Linked DNA regions of Danio rerio: region 1 is linked to region 2. The links are chromatin contacts, called in public Hi-C maps. All regions are on one chromosome and are shown on one strand. The core of a region is the stretch at or near the end of the contact, and the rest is flanking DNA. Distances in the headings are between cores, read along the strand shown. Region 1 holds the start of tfap4 (transcription factor AP-4 (activating enhancer binding protein 4)). Region 2 holds the start of crebbpb (CREB binding protein b).

The links. A called contact is a pair of places that touch in the nucleus more often than the background predicts.
Region 1: a Hi-C map of an unstated tissue shows a contact between it and region 2, with 4 times the contacts expected there. The contact joins the promoter of tfap4 here to the promoter of crebbpb in region 2. A contact is called at or near these places in 1 of 18 Hi-C or Micro-C datasets (an unstated tissue) and 1 of 4 datasets of contacts at active chromatin or transcription factors (embryo).

Annotation. Positions count from the first base shown.
Region 1 is chr3:10,388,785-10,393,824 of GRCz12tu, forward strand. tfap4 (transcription factor AP-4 (activating enhancer binding protein 4)) reads right to left here and starts at 3,329. Exons shown (of 7, transcript XM_005168469.6): 1 at 2,948-3,329. The coding sequence starts at 3,036.
Region 2 is chr3:10,113,487-10,119,012 of GRCz12tu, forward strand. It overlaps crebbpb (CREB binding protein b), which reads right to left and starts at 1,504. Exons shown (of 31, transcript NM_001365186.1): 1 at 683-1,504. The coding sequence starts at 770.

The DNA.
Region 1 (5,040 bases), core at 2,079-4,578, 280 kb after region 2:
TTCAGTTTCTCATTAAATTTTCTGACCAATCAAATGCTCTTAAGTGTGACATGCCCCGCCTCCAAGACACTTCTCATTTGATGCTCTAGAACTCAACCACTCTCACTGGCAGAGCTGTGATGATAACAAAACGCTATAGGCTGTTTTTGTAAAAGGGGAGGAGCTACAAGATGTCCCACCTTCTCTCCATGTTTCAGTTGTGATTATGTCAAACATTGAATAAAAAAGCACATCATTCATAGCACTTTACAGGACCTTTAAAGCTGCCATTACAATAAACCAACACATGCATTAAATTATTTATTTCATCACTTTAAAAAATATTTGTTGTATTGAATAATTATTAAATAATAATATATTTTTATTAATATTGTACAATAAGCTTGTACCTTTCTTTCCATATATAATGTATAAATTAAATCCCATTGAGCTAGTATTTGATTTATTTGGGTATTTTAATGTGTATAAAATTGGCCAAACTATTTTTATTATTATATTGTATAAGTTATAAGCTTAAGTGCTGTTTGCTTGGCACTACTCATCTCATAATGTCATTCAGCTGTAATCTATTTAAAAGGGGGTATTGAACGACGTATATATGAATTTAAGCTTTTGCTTTGATTGATCAATTAATTACTAAAAACATTAAATGAAATAATATTAATTATTATTAATATTAATTTACATCACAGGCCTTTAATTCTGTTGCTAATTCAGTGTTAACAGACTATTTATAAATATTAAAACTAATAATAATTATATTTTTAAAATAATGATATTTTAAAATAATTATTTGAGCATTATGGGAATTGTAGTTTTTTTATATTCCCGGCCAGCATACAATTCATGCATTTAATTATATATTTTTTAAATTATGGAAAATAATAAATAATTATGCTTTTATTTTAAAATGATTAAACGGGCATTATGGGAATTGTTTTTTATTCCTGAACTCAGTTAGCATACAATTTCAAAATGGCATTTAATTGAAATTAATTGCAAATGCAATAATTAATGCAATTTATTATTATTTATTATCGAAAATAATTAATAATATTTTTAAAATAATAATATTTAAAAATGATTCATTGGGCATTATAGGAATAGTTAGTTTTTTTTATTCCCGACCTCAGTTGGCATACAAATGAAGCGTTTTATTATTATTATTATTATTAATTATTGTACGTTATTACTGTTTTCAAAATAATATTTTAACGATTAAATGAGTGTGCCTAATGTGTCTAATGATTTATTGTTATAGCAGCTTTAAATAAATCTAGTCCAAAGCTATAAAAATAAAAAACAAATTTACTCTATATTCATGCATATATTTATATTGACAAAGATATTCACAGTACCCACAGATCTGTTTTATTAATCTTTTAAACAGCACTAATAAATCTACAAGGTTTAAATTTGTCAGTAGCAATGCATGCAATCAAATTACAAAATATTACTAATACTAATAATAGAAGTGACTATGTATGTTTATTTCACAACACAAGCTTGTGATTCTGTTCGTAATTCAGTTTTAAGACAATTCAACGAAAATAATAAATAATATTAGCAAAAAGCACAACATTTCTAAAATATTCCACTCATATTAATTGCATTTTGATCACATTATAAACAAACTGCTATAAGCGCAAGTTTTGGCTCAAAATTTTCACTATTTAATACCTACTTGAAAACAACCAGAAAAGGTCTTTCTTTATGTTTGCAAAACTGACCACCAATAAATAAATAAAATTGTCGCTAGTTTATTACATATACATTACAACTACAGCAACACTTCTCAAAAAAAGTTCAAACATAGGCTATTAAGTTTGTGTTTCAGACTAGTACATTTGCAAACTTAAGGCACTATTTTATACCTTAGGGTATTTCAATATACATTGATAAATTGCGTGTAAACAACAACCATCAGCTGTTCGTATAACTACAAGCATCATTTGTATGCCAACTGAGGTCGGGAATACAAAAGAACTACATTTCCCAAAACGCCGTGCGCTAATCGGCTCACTTGCCCCGCCCCCTTCTGAGAATGGATCGCAGACGCATTGACGGGGCCTTCCTTCACCAGCATACACACCCCCTTATTAAAATAACACCAGTTATTAATTTACTAACCTCTAAAAACATAAATCCCCACTCACGCTGCGCCGAAATGGACACGTGAAGCGAGTTAACGAAGCACCTCGCCGGCCTAAATTAAAAAACATCGTGTTCACAGATGATTCGGTCCGCCATTACAACAATGCGCGCTTCCTCCGTCCATGCGGCAGCAGCGACGCAGTCCAAAACCCGTCTGAACCCCGTCCCGCCGCAAGCACCAATGCGTTAATCGCTCTTATCGCCCATTTTCACTCAGAAATCCTCGCGCGCGGGGACTTTTAATGCATTATCGCACTGGGGAGAAACACACGACGCCAAATGCACGAGCCACAAGCATGGCCGCGCACTGCCCACAATAACTTAAGCCCCCCAGAACACACTCCAACTAAAACGCAAACGCGCTCCTAGTCTATAAACAAGCACACACGACCACCAATTCACCAGCAAAATCAAAACAGGCCGCGTTTTTTAATATTAATCGCGCGCGCGAGGTGAGCAGCGTGCCGTGTGTGTGTGCGCGCAACCACGTGGTTTGTGTTTGTTAGACACAAAATGCATCGATTTCGCGGAGATATTTCATCGCTAACAGTGACCTGACAGCCTGGTGGGCTTTTATACACCCCTAAGAGGTGAATGGGAGTTAGAAAATCGAGTCTCGCGTGGGTTAGGCGCTGTGTTGAAGCATTGGAGAGGCGCATGTACACAATAACACAGAAATCGTGCACGCATGTTACTCTAGTAGTAGTGCTGTTGCTGCTGCTGTTGGCGCGCGATTAAAGACAAATCGCACACATGTGAACGTCAAGGCAATGTTTTTGGGGTTTTTACGTACCTGCACAAGCCCCCTATGACTTCTTTCTCGGTTTTCCTGAAATGTTGCAAGGAGGGCACCTTCTGAGCTGGTACCATGAAATACTCCATGCTTCCCCTCTTCTCTCCAGCTCTGGCTCTCCTCTGTGGCTTCTTTTCTTCTTCTACTTTTGTTGTTGATTCAGAAACAGACGCGTTACTTTGGGTCTCGTTCTCATGTACGGAGCGGAGGCGCGCGCGTCCTGCTGATTTTGGGCATGAGCGCGTGAGATGAGTGTTGAGTTGTAAGGTTACTCTATTCTTCCAGCTGATGGGGTTCCCTCGTAGTGTGTGTGTGTATGTGTGTGGCGCTCGCTCGCTCTCTTTCCCTCCCTCCTTCTGCCTCTGTGTGTGTGTGTGTGTGTGTGTGTTTGCAGCTGATCGGATGTCTTTCAAGGCGGGAAACAGCTGGTAGGAATCACACACACACACACACACACACACACACACACACACACACACACGGCTCTGCACAACCAAAAAGCCTCCTTCCGCCGAGCAGGAGGACTTGCATGTAAACAAAGGAGAATTGCAACAGCAGTATTTAAACATCGTCCATTTTTGTTCTCCTAAAAAAACCTCTTGAACTGTTACATGCGTATTGCGTGTTGTAATTTAAATGTATTTAAATAGACGCGCCTTGGGCGTATTGTCTGTTGTGCATATACAGAATGCATTGATTGGTTATGGAAATATGTAATATGATGTATAATTTATATAAATATATGTTTGAAATATGTATAGAAATGTATTTATATATATATGTGTGTATATATATATATACACACACACCCATTTAACGTACATTAAGCGAGCATTTTATATTTAAACTAAAAAATTTTGAATGTTAAAATACTAATATTTAATAAATTTAATAAAGCGTTTAAATCTTTGTATATATTATTTTATAATTTATATTGCATAAAAATCAGTTTTATATTTAGTTAATTATCACGGCAATAAAAAAATTTATCTATCTATCTATCTATCTATCTATCTATCTATCTATCTATCTATCTATCTATCTATCTATCTATCTATCTATCTATCTATCTATCTATATATATATATATATATATATATATATATATATATATATATCCAAATACAATATATAATTAATAAAAAATAACAAATATATATATATATATATATATATATATATATATATATATATATATATATACAGTTAAAGTCAAAGTTATTAGGCCCCCTTTAAATATTTAAATGATTTACCCAAATGATGTTTAACAGAGCAAGGAAATGTTCACAGTATGTCTGATAATATTTTGTCTTCTGGAGAAAGGCTTATTTGCTTTAGTTCAGCTTTTTTTAAAACAATTTCAAAATGATTAGCTCCTTTAAGCTATATATTTTTTCGATAGTCTACAGAACAAACCATCGTTATACAATAACTTGCCTAATTACCCAAACCAGCCTAGTTATCCTAATTAACCCAGTTAAGCCTTTAAATGTCACTTTAATCTGTATAGAAGTGTCTTGAAAAATATCTAGTCAAATATTATTTACAGTCCTCATGGCAAAGATAAAATAAATCAGTTATTAGAAATGAGTTATTAAAACTATTATGTTCAGAAATGTGCTCTGCGTTAAAATTGCTTTAAAAATAATACTTTTTTGGTTCATTTAAACAAGACAGATTTAATAGAGACATTTTATATTTTTTGAAATAATAATTTAGTCACCAAACATGTTTAGAAATTGAAAGAATTAAATTGAAGTAAAATATTGCAAAAAAAAAAAAAATTACAACCTACAAAATTTCGACAAAATTCTTCTTTTGTTTTGCTTCTCTTCGATTTTCCTCTTTTTAAAAATTTGTTATTAATATTTTTCTATAAATTTGGGTGGGTGTACTAGTTTTTGGACTGTTATCATCAGCTATTTTGTTAGATAAGCTCCATATTTGGCTTCAGTACTGACTAATCTAATGTATATGCACAAATATAATATTGTATAGGTTCGGGTGGTTCGAAAGACCACCAGACAAAGGTCCAGAATTTGCCATTGGTGCAGAAGTTTGCCCCTATTTCCTCATTTATCCAATTTTGACAG
Region 2 (5,526 bases), core at 254-2,753:
TTTATCTTAATCGGTTTTTATCATCGTTTGCTGATAAATGCCACCATTTTATTGGCATCTAAATAAAACGAAAACACAATATTCAACTGCACAACATGAAATAATACAGTGTTTACTTCACGCAGATGTAACAGTTGTTCATTTTACAGTGAAATGTGAAAGTTTAACATTATAAAAGTTTCATCAGGACGTAAAGGAGAAAATGAGACTCTTTAGGTCACAAACATTTCAGTCAACGTTTGTTAATCGTCTATTGATCGTGGTCATTGTAGTAAATCGGTTCTGCATTGGAGATATCAGAAACATTAGGCGTAAAAATAATATTAATAAGCGCTGGTGATAAAATAAAACACGATATGCTAAATGACTAACAGGACCTGTGAGTTTCTGAAGAACAGGTGAGGTTTATGAAGGATCTGATCAGCCCTGTGGTGATAATGTGAAGGGACTTACCTGGTCATGATCTGGAAGGTGTCTGGTGGGACAGGTATATGAGCCTAGCCTGAGCTGTCTCTTACTGACCACGTGAATGGTTTACCTGCTCCATTTGAAGTTGGAGTAAATGCTTTCTGGGACAGGTGACCTGGTCTACATGAGCGAAGCGGTTCGCCTAGATCTGATCGAGCTTTCTGATGTGCTTCATATTTGACAGATGTGATGATGTGACAGGTGAGCATCTTACCTGGAGTGTCGGAGGAGGATAGGGCAGGTGAGTTCAGTTTGGGCCGCTTTGCGGCGGAGGGACCCATATCCAGTAGATTATCAGCCATCGTGCTCTCTCGCTTCACAAAAAAACACGTCAAAGCAATAAATGCGTCTTCCAAGAGCCCGGGAGGGGGGACAAAGCGAAATAAATCAAATCAAGCCTCGGGTTTTTCTATTATTATTCAGCGATCAGGGGCCAATAATTAACAGATGGGGCTCAAACGCGACTCAACAGCGCCCCGCTCCGCCACCGCCATTCACCCCATGATAATCCAACACCCAAAACCCGCATAATTAACCTTAATGATCACCCCAAACCCCGCGAAAATAAATTATATCATCGTTAAAACCGAAAAATAAACGACGAGGGCGAAAAAACAGCAATCCTGGGTCCTTCAAGTGGTTCGCGTGGGTCTCTTCAAAAAGGCGATTTTCTGCGAATATAAATAAAGACCTTCAAGCTCCATGTCCATCCCGAATCGAATAATCATCGAAGTCCAGAAAGATAAATGAAAATCGGGAGGAAATATTTATTTTTGAATATAGGCGAGTGGCACAGGAGCGCCGCTCGCGCTGAAGGGGGAAATCAGATATACGGGGGTTTTCCAGCCGACCACAAAAACGGCTCCATTACGCTGATTTTCGCCACAAAGATCCTCGATCTGGCCCGAAGCTTGTCGTTTCCGTCGCAGGGAAGCTATTTGGGTCGGTTCCGTTGGAGCCGGCTGCGTAAAAAATAATATAATGCTCTCCCGAAATCCTGACGCTCATTCGCGCAAGATGGCGGCTGTTGATTCCTTCGATACAAAAAGTTTTTTTTTCTTTTCCAGCCAGACTGGAGGGGGAGGGGCTGCGCAGCCACGCCCCTTACGCAAACCGCACGTCACGCGGTTGTAACCAGAGCTGCCGCTAGAGGGGGTGGTTTACATACAAATGGCGTAGATTCAAAATTAAATGCAACCTTATGAGAAATAGTGTATAATTGCAACTAAATGCCATCATACGGTTAACAAGTAGTTAGTAAAATAAAATACAAGTTTCTTGCACTGTATCAAAAGGATTATTCAGTACTAACTGCAGTTTAAATGTGTCAAAAAACAGCATGCAAAAGTCACATGGAAAGGAAGAGTTGAGCCCCAAATTAAACTCGTGTGAAAGTGTGTGTGTGTGTGCAAGATATTGTTAATGTGAACACAGCCAAAAGATAGGTAGATTCACTACAAATCAACAGACAGAAGGCAGACTTCAACACTGTATTTCCCTTTTCATCCATTAGCTCTGATGTAACAGTATGGCACATGCATCTGTATAAATAATACAAAAATTATGTCAACACAGAGAGTAATGCATATGTACAAACAAGAGAAACTTTGTACAGATGAATACAGATTGAGTAAATGGGGGTACATTTCAAGAAATCATAAAAAGAATAATCATACATTCTTGAATTAATAAACACACCCCAGATAGCACACGTACATTTATAAGACATATTTTGAAGATCGTTTGGTCTGGACAAACATCTGATACATGTCATTAAAATGTCTATTTAACAAACATTCTCAATCATAAACATCTTAAAGACATTTTCAACACATCTATGTAACATCTAAAATGAGACATCTAATAGACGTAACACAGATACAATAAATACACAACACACAACAAAGAGACGTCTCTGTAATGTACATATAAAGATGTGCTGTGTACAAAGATCTGATGAATGTCATTATAAGGTCTACAGCAAACATTCTTAATTATAAACAACTTAAAGACATTTTATACACATCTATGTTACATCAAAGATGAGACATCCAATAGACGTAACACAGATGTAATAAAAACGTCTTCCATATGTAAACACACAACAGAGACATCTCTGTGATGTACATACAAAGATGTGCTGTGTATAAATATCTGATAAACGTCATTGAAATGCCTAATTAGCCAACATTCCCGATCATAAACATCTTAAATACATTTTCTATTTTCTATTTTCTACTAAAATTATACTTATATTAATATTATTAATAACTTATATTGTATTAATAGACGTAATGCAGATAATCGTTTGGTCTGGATACCATCTGCTGTGTACAAAGATCTGTTAAATGCCATTAAAATGTCTATTTAACAAACATTCTCAATTATAAACATCTTAAAGACATACACATCTATTTAACATCTAAGAAGAGACATCTAATAGACGTAACACGGAGGTATTAAATATGTCTTCCAGATGTAAGCACACAAAACAAAGAGACGTCTCTGTGATGCATGTACAAAGATCTGATAAATGCTATAAAAGGTCCATTTAACAAACATTCTCAATCATAAACATCTTAAAGACATTTTCAACACATCTATTTAACATCTAAAATTAGACATGATGTAGATGTAATAAATAATGTCTGATGTAAACACGCAACAAATAGACATCTCTGTGATGTGATGTGATGTGATGTACTGTAAGTACAAAGATTAGATAGATGTCATTGAAAGGTCTTTAACAACCATTAGCAATCATAAACATCTCAAAGATGTTTTCAACACATCTATTTAACGTCTAAAATAGACATCCAATAGATGTATAATGCAGATGTAATTAATCTTTCAGATGTAAACACACACAACAAAAAGACGTCTCTGTTATGCACGTGCAAAGATCTGATAAATGTCATTAAAATGTCTATTTAACAAACATCACAATCATAAACATCTTAAAGAGATTTTCAACTCATCTATTCAACATCCAAGAGGAGACATCCAGAAGACATACCACAGATGTAATAAATACGTCTTCCAGACGTAAACGCACACAACAAATAGATGTCTCTGTAATGAACTGTATGTACAAAGATCAGATAAATGCCAATGAAAGTTTTTTAACAATCATTCCCAATCATCATCTTAAAGACATTTGCAATACATCTATTTAACATCCTAAATTAGACATCTAATAGACATGTTGTTGATTTAATAAATAATGTCTTCCAGATGTAAACACACAACAAAGAGACGTCTCTGTGATGTATGTACAAAGATCTGATAAATGTCATTAAAATGCCTATTTAATAAACATTCCTGATCATAAACATCTTAAAGACATTTTCTACACATCTAACGTCTAAAAATAGATATCCAATAGACGTAATGCAGATGTAATAAATACGTCTTCCAGATATAAACACACACAACAGAGACGTCTCTGTGATGTACATACAAAGATCTGATAAATGTCATTATAGGGTCTGTTTAACAAACAACCCTAATCATAAACATCTTAAAGACATACACATCTATTTAACGTCTAAAATTAGACATCCAATAGACGTAATGCAGATGTAACAAATAAGTCTTCCAGATGTCACTGAAAGGTCTATTTAACAAACGTTCCCAGTCATAAACATCTTACAGACATTTTCTTCACATCTATTTAACATCCAAAATTAGACATCCAGTAGACGTACTGCAGATGTAAAAAATATGTCTTCCAGATGTAAATACACAACAAAGAGACGTCTCTGTGATGTACGTACAAAGATGTGCTGTGTACAAAGATCTGACAAATGTAATTAAAATGCCTATTAAATAAACATTCCCATTCATACACATCTTAAAGATATTTCCTACACATCTAACGTCTAAAATTAGACATCCAATAGACTTAATGCAGATATAATTAATACGTCTTCCAGATGTAAACACACACAACAGAGACGTCTCTGTGATGTACATACAAAGATCTGATAAATGTCATTATAAGGTCTGTTTACACACATTTCTAATCAAGAACAACTTAAAGACAAACACATCAATTTAACATCTAAAATTAGACATCCAATAGACGTAATGCAGATGTACTAGGTACGTCTTCCAGATGTAAACACAATAGACATCTCTGTGATGTGCATACAAACATCTGATGAATGTCATTATAAGGTCTGTTTGACAAACAATCCTAATCATGAACATCTTAAAGACATACACATCTATTTAACATCTAAAATTAGATATCCAATAGACGTAATGCAGATGTAATAGGTACGTCTTCCAGATGTAAACACACACAACAAGGACATCTCTGTGATGTGCAAACAAAGATCTGATGACTGTCATTAATAGGTGTGTTTAACAAACATTCCTAATCATAAACATCTTAAAGACATTCACATCTATTTAACATCTAAAATTAGACATCCAATTGATGTAATGCAGATGTAATGAATAAGTCTTCCAGATGTCATTGAAAGGTCTATTTAACAAACCTTCCCAGTCATAAACATCTTTACAGACATTTTCTTCACATCTATTTAACATCCAAAATTAGACATCCAGTAGACGTAATGCAGATGTAATAAATATGTCTTCCAGATGTAAATACACAACAAAGAGACGTCTCTGTGATGTACGTGTGCTATCAGGAACTCTTTGGCAAGACAGTGTATGAGGACACTTCTATTAAAGACACATGTTTGTATTAAATTTAAAGCACAAACATTCCTCAAGTCAATTTGCTTGTAATCATCAACCGGACTAAATGAAGTGGTTAAAAAAAAAAGTGGCTCTTCTTTTATAATCATGCGTCCTTTCAGCCCTTTCATTCACTCAAAAAGTGTGTTTTGTTTTGTTTTTGCTTTGCTCACAATCACGTTTCAAGCTAAAGTAACAATGAAAAGCTCGCTAGGAGTATGAAAATGATTTAGTCGGATAGTGCTTATTTAGTCGGATCAAGTTTTATATTGCTCTACTATGAAACTGAGGAGCCCTAAGGGTTGTGTGCTCATTTCAGACAGCAAGGGCACTTTTATTATTAAGCAA